Regions from separate parts of the Mus musculus genome. Here region 2 is linked to region 1. A link is a contact called in public promoter capture Hi-C data. All regions are on one chromosome and are shown on one strand. The core of a region is the stretch at or near the end of the contact, and the rest is flanking DNA. Distances in the headings are between cores, read along the strand shown. Region 1 holds the start of Luc7l3 (LUC7-like 3 (S. cerevisiae)). Region 2 holds the start of Acsf2 (acyl-CoA synthetase family member 2).

What was found. Promoter capture Hi-C pulls out the DNA fragments that hold promoters and counts their contacts.
Region 2: a promoter capture Hi-C map of liver shows a contact between it and region 1. The contact joins the promoter of Acsf2 here to the promoter of Luc7l3 in region 1. A contact is called at or near these places in 22 of 39 promoter capture datasets (the 3T3-L1 cell line, 3T3-L1-derived adipocytes, the C10 cell line and 12 more), 1 of 484 Hi-C or Micro-C datasets (nephron progenitors), 15 of 115 datasets of contacts at active chromatin or transcription factors (the NIH/3T3 cell line, the SCID.adh cell line, bone marrow-derived macrophages and 8 more) and 2 of 9 other capture datasets (adipose tissue and liver).

What each region holds. Positions count from the first base shown.
Region 1 is chr11:94,319,310-94,323,909 of GRCm38.p6, forward strand. It overlaps Luc7l3 (LUC7-like 3 (S. cerevisiae)), which reads right to left and starts at 2,654. Exons shown (of 10, transcript NM_001361574.1): 1 at 2,381-2,654. The coding sequence starts at 2,479.
Region 2 is chr11:94,599,641-94,604,240 of GRCm38.p6, forward strand. It overlaps Acsf2 (acyl-CoA synthetase family member 2), which reads right to left and starts at 2,146. Exons shown (of 16, transcript NM_153807.2): 1 at 2,003-2,146. The coding sequence starts at 2,130.

The DNA of each region.
Region 1 (4,600 bases), core at 1,404-3,903:
GGTGTGTACCAACAAGCCCAGCTAATTTTTCTTGTCTTTTAACGCCTTTAATCCCAGCACTCGGGAGGCAGAGGCAGGCGGATTTCTGAGTTCGAGGCCAGCCTGGTCTACAAAGTGAGTTCCAGGACAGCCAGGGCTACACAGAGAAACCCTGTTTAAATAGTTTAAATAGACTAATCCCTTTGAGTTTGAGGCCAGCCCTGACCTAGAGCAAGTTCTAGGACATTAGAGAGAACCTGACTGGAAAAACTAATCAATGCTGACTAGGCAGGGGTGGTCCAAACCTTTAGTTCTAGCTCTTGGAGACAGAGGCAGGAGGATCTCGTTGAATTCAAGGCCAACATGGTTTTCAGAGTTAAGTTCCAGGACAGCCAGGGGAAACAGTGAAACTGTCTTGAAAAAACAAAAACAAACAAACAAACAAACACACAAGAAACAAAACAAACAAAATGCTTAGATTGAAGAGTTAAGTGGGGTGAGAAGAGAAAGTTCACTGAGACAGAAGCAAAAAAAAAACCAGCAGAAGGTCAAGACATAAGTAGGCAACAGAAGGACAATGAACGTCAGGAGATTCACATGCTGCAATGAATCAATGTAACTAATAACACCATAAACTCTACCCTAAGAACATACTTGAAGTCAGGCACCACTTCCATACAACTTTAGCCATACACTTCTTTTGGTTTTGGGGGGTTTTTTTGGGGGTGGGGTTGTTGTTGTTTTTGGAGATAAGAGTTTCTCTGTGGAGCCCTAACTGTGAGTGTGAAGTAGACCAGGCTAGCCTGGAATTTACAGGAATCCCGCCTGCATCTGCCTCAAGTGTTAGGACTGAAGGCTCCTGCTATTAGCTCTGAACACTTTTTTTTAAACATACAGAAATTAGGTACCCCACTTTACTTTTTTTCTATATGTCAAAAGAGAAATTGTTACTTCACTCAAACCATGTGTTTAAAAACAACGCATACTGAGCTGGTGAGATGGCTCTGTGGGGAAGAGGTCTGACTGCTCTTCTGGTGGTCCTGAGTTCAAATCCCAGCAACCACATGGTGGTTCACAACCATCTGTAATGAGATCTGATGCCCTTTTCTGGTGTGTCTAAAGACAGCTACAGTGTGCTTACATATAATAAATAAATAGATTTAAAAAAATACATAATTTACTTTCCTAAAAAGCCTGTTAGCCAATCGTGGCAACGATGTAATCCCAGCACTCTGGAAGCGGAGTGAGGATTTCAAGTTCGAGAACCACCTGCTTACAGAGTAAAACACTGCCTCAAAAACAGAAACAAAACAAAGCTTTTGTTGAGCCATTTTCTCATATTTTATCAAGTGATTTAAAACTGCTGTTTGATTATAACTGCAAGGTAAAATCAAGTGTACCCACTCTCCAGTTCAGATCTAAGACAGTGTGCTCCACGTACAAAACTAGATAAAAAGTACTTGAAATACAGTACAGTATATGCACGAAGAACAGTGCAACCTCAACAGTGCTACAAAAATTAGATTTAGCTTTCCCGATCACCAAGAGACCGAGAGAGAGAGAGAGAGAGAGAGAGAGAGAGAGAGAGAGAGAGAGGCTTTAGCCTCACCTGCGACCCAGGAGTTATAGTTAACCTTTCTAAGAGAGTAAAAGGACCGAATGAGTTTATGTGAAAACAAAAACCTTCACAACTGCCTAGCTGAGGGTCTACTACGGCCATCAAGCACGCGTCAAACGGCCATCAAACCGCATTAGCAAAAAACTGTTCATGATAAAACTGTACCTCGTTCCGTCTTTCAACTGTCTACCTTCTCACAGAAGTGTCCAAATGGCAGCACTCCTAAGCAATGCACTGCTACGATGTCCTTCCCCACGAATACTGGTCGGGAGTCAGGCTATCTATCTATATGACTCCCGACTCTCTCACACACACACACACACACACACACACACACACACTCACACACTCTAGATAGATAGATAGATAGATAGATAGACAGACAGACAGACAGACAGACTGCACCCAAATAACGGAAGCCTGCTTTCTTATTCATACGGTAAAACCCCGGAGCTCTGGTGGAATCAAGCGAGCCCTTCCTTCTTCCTTTTCCCGCGTTTCTCGGCCTCACCAAGGTGCTTCTTCTTCTGCCCAGCCAAGCGCCATCCCGGACTTCCTCCACACAACAACAAACGCCGCTATCCCCCGGATTGGCGCGGAATCCTCCCTCCGTCCTGGGCCGCACGCCCGCCTCCCTCCGCCGTCAGGTGCTTCAGTCGGCGCGGCCAGGTCCCCCCAAATCGCGCCGCACCCCGCTCGGGCCAGCCTCGGCCCGCCCTCGGGTCCCTTCAGCTCCCCCTCCCCCAGTCCCCGGGGCACAGGCCCGAGGCCCACGGGACTTACGCTCTCGTGGTCCCAGCGCACGTTGCTGCGCTTCTCATCCGGGGCGAGGTTTCGGTCCCGGCCCATTAACTCATCCAGCAACTGCGCGGCAGAAATCATGGTGCTTCCTCCGGGCGGCTGCTCACGCCAGCCCTAGCACCCACCCGATAAAAAACCCCACCAGCCGCCCGGCCGCCGAACCAAGCCCCCTCGGCCCACTCTCAAGCTCGAAAAGCCTCTTCCAGAGAGGAGCCGAGAAGACAAAATGGCCGCCGCCCGGGCACCTTCCCAGCATGCCGTGCGCCCGTGGAGACACGCCTAGGCCCGGGCTGCGAGGGCGGGCAGCGCGGCTTCTCCGGCGAGGGGGCGGGACCTCCGGCCCGGGCCCGGGGCAAAGCCCCGCCAGGCACTGACTCCGCCCCCGCCGTGCCTTCCACCCAACGGAGCGGTGGACGCTCTAACGGCTGCCGGTGTCGGCCTCTTTTTTACTTGGAGAAAGAGCAATCTAGCTCTGGGTCCTTTGCCACTGCCCTGAAACGGAGAAAATGTCCCTTTGTCCACGTGGTGTGCGGGGGACCATCTTCCAGGGAGGGAAACAAGAAGAGCGAGCTGCGATCGTGCTCAGACTCCATTTTCCTGTCGCTGTAGTTTCTTCCTCCTCTACCTGTCCTTATTTATGTCTGCACCCTCCACCCTTCCCACACCCACCCAGTTCGATGCTGGGGATTGAACCGGGAACCTTAACGCTTAACGCTCTACCAGCGAGTTAAATCCTCAACTCTTCTACCCGGTTTTGTCCGGACTTCCTCGATTTTTAGGGAGGAAAATCAAGGAATAGACTATATGCGGTGGAGGAATTATGTTGTAATACCTCCAATCCAGGAATTTATCTTCCTTCACTTTGTATCAAATGTGTTACTGTGTGTTCAGGGAATCATAGAGGAGACCAGAGGTTACCCTCTGGAGTCCATTACTCAGGAACTATCCACCTTTGTTTGGTTTTTGGTTTTGTTTTTCGGGATAGGGTTTCTCTGTAACTTTAGCTGTTCTGGAACTCACCAGGCTGGCCTCGAACTCACAGAGATTCCCGTGTCTCAGCCTTATGAGTGCTAGGACGTGCCACCATTGCTCCTCAATCTAAACTTTCAAAAGATTAGGAAAACTTAGCTGGGCTTGCTGTCACCGTATACCTTTTATCTAGGAAGGCACTGGGAAGGCAGAGTCAGGTGGATTTTATGAATTAAAGAGGTTCACCTGCTTCTGCCTCTTAAGTGCTAACACTTGGGAGGCAAAGGCAGGTGAATATCTAAGTTTGAGGCCAGCCTGGTCTACAAAACAAGTTTCTGTATAAAGCCATGGCTGTTATACAGAGAAACCCTTTTTCAAAAAGAATGTCTCACTGGGACGTGAGCTCTCTGTCAGCCTGAAAGCCCTACGAATCCTTTTATTTCTGCTTCCTTAGTACTGCAGCTATAAACCACTGTTTTACATGTATGTGCTGGAGGTTAAACTCTGTTCTTCATGCTGAGTGGTGAACTCCCTGGAATTTCTTTAAAAGTATTAATTCGGCCTTGCAAACTTTTAATCCCTAGCAATCCAGAGGCAAGTTGATCGAGGCCAGCCAGGGCTACATAGTGAGACATTGTCTCAAAAACAAGATTCATATTCAGCTAGGAATAGCAGACCGGGCCTATAATCCCCTTGTTTGGGAGGCTTGGCCAGAAGGATTATTGTTCCAGACCAGCATGGGTTGCTGTGTGAGTTCCTGTCTAAAACAATTTTTAAAAAAAATAAAACCCAGGGGCTAGTGAGATGACTAAGCTGAGAGACATCTGTGGACAAGCTGGATGAATGTGACAAGAGTTTCATCCCCCGGACTCACAGAGAAAGGAGAGAACCAACTCCCGAAAACTGTCCTCTGACCTCCACGGGCTGATCCACACACACAGACACTGGCACATAAAATAGAATGTAATTTTTAAAAAATTAAGGGCTGGAGAGATGCCACAGCAGTTGTTGGCATTGGCTGCTCTTGCAGAGGACCCAGGTTCAATTCCTAACACCCACATGGCAACTCACAGCTGCCTAACTCCAGGGTCAGACACCCCCTGCCCCCAGACAGACAGACAAGCAGGCAAAACACCAATGCACATAAAGTAAATTATATTTAAAAAGTTAAAATTAAAAATTGGAGGCCCAAAGTTGGTGGCTCATATAATCCTCAGGAGGTAGAGGCAGTCA
Region 2 (4,600 bases), core at 896-3,395, 280 kb after region 1:
GGCACCATGGCTCAGCCACCTGTAACTTCTCAGTGCTAGGGGCTGGGGGACAGAGAAGAAAAAATCCCTAGAACTCACTGGCTAGCCATCCTAGCAGAATCAATGGGTCCCAGGCTCAGTACCCTACCTCAAAATGGTAAGGTAGAGAGAGATAAAGGAAAACACATTTATCAGTTGCCTTCACCTGCACTTAAAACACAAGTGAGGGCTGGAGAGATGGCTCAGCGGTTAAGAGCACCGACAGCTCTGCCAGAGGTCCTGAGTTCAAATCCCAGCAACCATATGGTGGCTCACAACCACCTATAATGGGATCCGATGCACTCTTTTGGTGTGTGTCTGAAGACAGCTGCAGTGTACTCATATTAAAAAACAAACAGCCGGGCGTGGTGGCGCACGCCTTTAATCCCAGCACTTGGGAGGCAGAGGAAGGTGGATTTCTGAGTTCAAGGCCAGCCTGGTCTACAGAGTGAGTTCCAGGACAGCCAGGGCTACACAGAGAAACTCTGTCTCGAAAAAACCTCCCCCAAAAGAAAGAAAGAAAAGAAAGAAAGAAGGAAAGAAAGAAAGAAAGGAAGGAAGGAAGGAAGGAAGGAAGGAAGGAAGGAAGGAAAAACAAAAACAAAAATCACATGTGCATGGAGCCATGAGCCCCTAGGTCTCCTCAGGAAAGAAGGCAGAGGGATGTTAAAGCACTTCACAGGAGCTGAACATGTACTAACATCAGTGTTAGAGTGCTAATTCACATACATACATACATACACACACACACACACACACACACACACACACACACACACACACACCAGTTTGTTTCTTAATTCTCAGAAGGCACTTAGCTCTCAGAACCTGAGAGTTCCAGCCAAAAAGACATCTTCCAACTTGTCCGTCCAACTTCTTCTCAGGGGGGCTGTCTTTTGATTGGGTGCACAGGGTTTATCTGTTTAGCCCCAACTGTCCTGGAATTTACTTCATAGGCCAAGCTGGCCTTGAACTCAGAAACCCTGGCTCTGCCTTAAAGGTACACACCACTACTCTCATCGGCCTTAGTAGTGTCTTTTAAACTTAGTAGTGTTTTCTGAGACATATTCCTCTTTCTGCCGTGCCTCCACTATTCCTTTCCAAGACCACAGCCTGCACAATAATACGGACAACAGGCTTAGTAGTTTGCCCTTCCGTGCGGTAGAGCAGGATAGGCGATGTGCATACCTACTGGACGCAGAGGATACCACCATTCACCTTGTTGCACAGCCAACTCTCCCAGCTTGGCCTTTCCCCAGCAAGCTCCTGCAGTCCCCTCCGTGTCTGGTCATATTAGATTTATTCAGCCAACTCTCTCCTGCCAACCCCTTTCCCAGATCTTGCACTGAAGACAGATGAAAAAATGGGCCCAGAAGTGGTAATGACTGAAAGGAGGAAGGAAGCCGGGCAGTGGTGGTACAGGTCTTTAGTCTCTGCACTCAGAAGGCAGAGTCAGGCAGATCTCTGTGATTTCAAGGCTAGCCTGGTGTACAGAGCGAGTTTCAGGACAACCACAGCTACAGAGAGAACCCTGCTCCAAAAAGTAGAGGAGGTGGTGGAGGAAAAGAAGGAAGGAAAAGAAAACAAAGGAAGGAAAGATCTGTTATACTCAGTGCCCTGTGGACCCCCAAACGGTCCCCACATTTTTCACGGGAGTTAATACAGCTGAGAGAATGCCCTAGCAGTATTCAGCTCTATTCCTCGGGTGTACTGTTAAAAAGCCTCCACTCCTGGCTCTGTGTACCACATGGGACGCATACAGAATTCTGAACTAGAATTTGAACTCAGCCTGGGACTCCTGTGGCTATGAGCAGCAGCCCCAGATCCCGGGCAGGCCTGGCTTTTCCCTTTGCCTAGGTGGTAGGGTAGTGTGTGTGAGGGCTACCCAGAGTGGGGTCAGCCCCTGCCAAGCACTGCAGAACTCCCAAGTTCCCTTCTCGGGACTGCCCAGCCCCCTCTCTTTTCGGAATGCTGCTCGGGGTACCTGAGAGCGCGGACACTCTGCAACTTCGAGTTCGGCCGAGGGCGAGAGAGCAGCGTCCGGGGGCCCCGCGCCCCCAGGCTCGCGATACACAGCCTCCCGAAGCGCAGCATCCCGTGATAGACAGCCATGGCTCGCTTCCGCCGCGGGTCCGGGCCGGGAGTAAACTTTGAAAGTGAACGAGGCGAGGGTAATTAAGAAGCGGACGGGGAGGCGGGAGGGTCGCTCTGCCTATGGGGTGAGGAGGACTGGGTCCCCGCGGGGCGGGGCGGGGCGGGGCGAGGAGAGGCCGGGAAGTGGCGACTCGGTCCTGGCCACCTTTGCGTGGGAACTGCAGCCCTTCAAGCCCGCCCTCGAAGTCCCGCCCTTGTCCCCCCTCCCCCTCCCGGGGCTCCCAAGACCGGCTCTGCAGCACAATACAGGGCCTTCCTGCAATCATCACTCTAACTTTGGAGGGCCTAAGAGTTTCATAAACGGGAAAACAATCAACAGTCTATATAGAGCCAGATGACAATGCCTGGACTGGTTGGTCCCACGTGCCCAGTAGGGCTTGGGTCACGTGGGGACTTCCTGGGTGCTGAGCTACAGGCCAAAGGAATCTGCCCCGAGTGCCCCTGAGGCCTGCCAACTGGAGCAGAGGGCCTCTGGGGAGAGGAAAGGTAGTTGGGACCTACCGCTCTGATGGGTAAACCCCTCTGTATTCGGAGACCTCCGGGGACCAAGGTGCTAGTCTGGCCAGAGGCTAAGAGTCAGCTTTACTTCGACCTTGCATCCTCCCCACGACTCTGAGAAGAGTACCAGGTAGACAAGATTAGGTGGCATCAGGGACGCGTCTGTTGTATCCTACCTTCCCTCTTTCTGCTCTAGCCTGAAGCCTTAAACACAATTTCCTCAGCTGCTCCCCTAGGCTCCAAAGGACCCTGACTTTGTGACTCAACCCTCTAGCTGTGCCCTTAGGAATGTATTCTAACGTCATCCAAGGAGGATGGGTGACAAGATCTACAAGAGGTGAGTGCTCAGGCTGTGCGCTGGGTGTCCAAAGATGAGTACACTAGTCCTCCACTTTCTAGCTCCTCGTTGTCCTGAACGATCTGGGAAAGAAGAGAAGAAAGGCCCCCGGCCGGGTGGCTTCCCTTCTCCTGACTTGGAATGAAGAAAGCCAGGCAGAGGAACAGTTGGCGGAGGGTGGAGGTTAGCCTGGTGAACCTTTGCCTTGATCTGGTTCAGCTGGGGTCATGACTAATACAGCTACTCCTTCTCTGATCTCCAGAGTGACCAGATATCTCTCTCTTTCTCTCCCTCTCCCTCTCCCTCTGACAGCTTTTTGGAAAGAATCTGTGTTCCGTTGGAGAACAAGTCAAGAGGAGAGACTTTGAAAAGCTGGGCTTGAAACGGCATGATGCCCTCCAAATCAAATGTATACAGTGGTTTCAGACAGCCAGGCCCAGGGAGTGAAGGGTGCTGACTGGTATCCCAAGTTCAGGAGCCAAGCCCTGCCTTGAAGGCTTGGTGGATGACCCTGGACAAATCGTTGATTCCTTCTAGATAAATAATTGTCCTGGCAAAGTGAAGGGTACATTCTGGTCCCCGGGACCCTTTCTCTTCCTGACTAGTCTCTGAGTGAGTCTTGGGGGGAAGGGAAGATAAGCCATTCTGCCTGTCCTATGGGCTAGCCTGGGGAAGCCTTTATCGCCTTCCCCTTGTTTCTCTGACTCAGAAATGGACTCATAGACCTGCATGATTCCAGCCAGGGCAATAAAGGTAGGAGAATCAGGAACTCAAAGTCATCTTCAGCTACACAGGGAGTCTGTGGCCACCCTAGGGAGAAAAAAAAGAGACAGACAGACAGACAGACAGACAGAGAAAGGGGCTCTAATGTCAACATGAAGTAGCTTTTTTTTTTTTTTTTTTTGAGACAGGGTCTCATATAGCTCAGGCTGACCTCATCTGTATAAATCTTAGCATGACCTTGAACTTTGATCCTCCTGCCTCCTTTTGTCTTCTGGAATTACAGACTTGCACCACTGTGGCCAATCTTATGTGATTTGTTCGTGCACACCATACGTGCACACAATGGAGATCAGAAGACAACTTGTTGAAGTTGGTCTCTCCTTACACTGTGTGAGTCCAGGGATTGAACTCAGGTCATTACGCTTGGCAGGAAGCACCCTTACCCACCGAACCATCTCCTGGGCTCCTACTGTTGCTATTTTTTGGAGACAAGGTATCATGAAGCCCAGGCTGGCTTCAAACTTACTAAGTAACTGATGTTGGTCTTGAACTCCTGATCCTCCTGCCTCCTGCTCCAAAGTGCTGAGATTATAAATCTGTCAACATGTTCTCCTGTGTCCAAAAAATCTAATCACAGTGAAACAAGTATAATGCCTCTAGCCATAGAAATTGTCTTAGCTGAAATGATAAAGGGGGTGGTGGAGGAGAAGGAAGAAGGTAGAGGCCAATAGTCTTATAAATTTTGTGTTGCAGGCCTGATGATAGATAGATATATAATACCAGCTACTTTAGAGAGATTGAAGCAGGAAGATTAAAAGGTCAAGGCCTGCTTGGGCAATTAGAAAGATGCTGTCTCAAAATAAAAGGTAA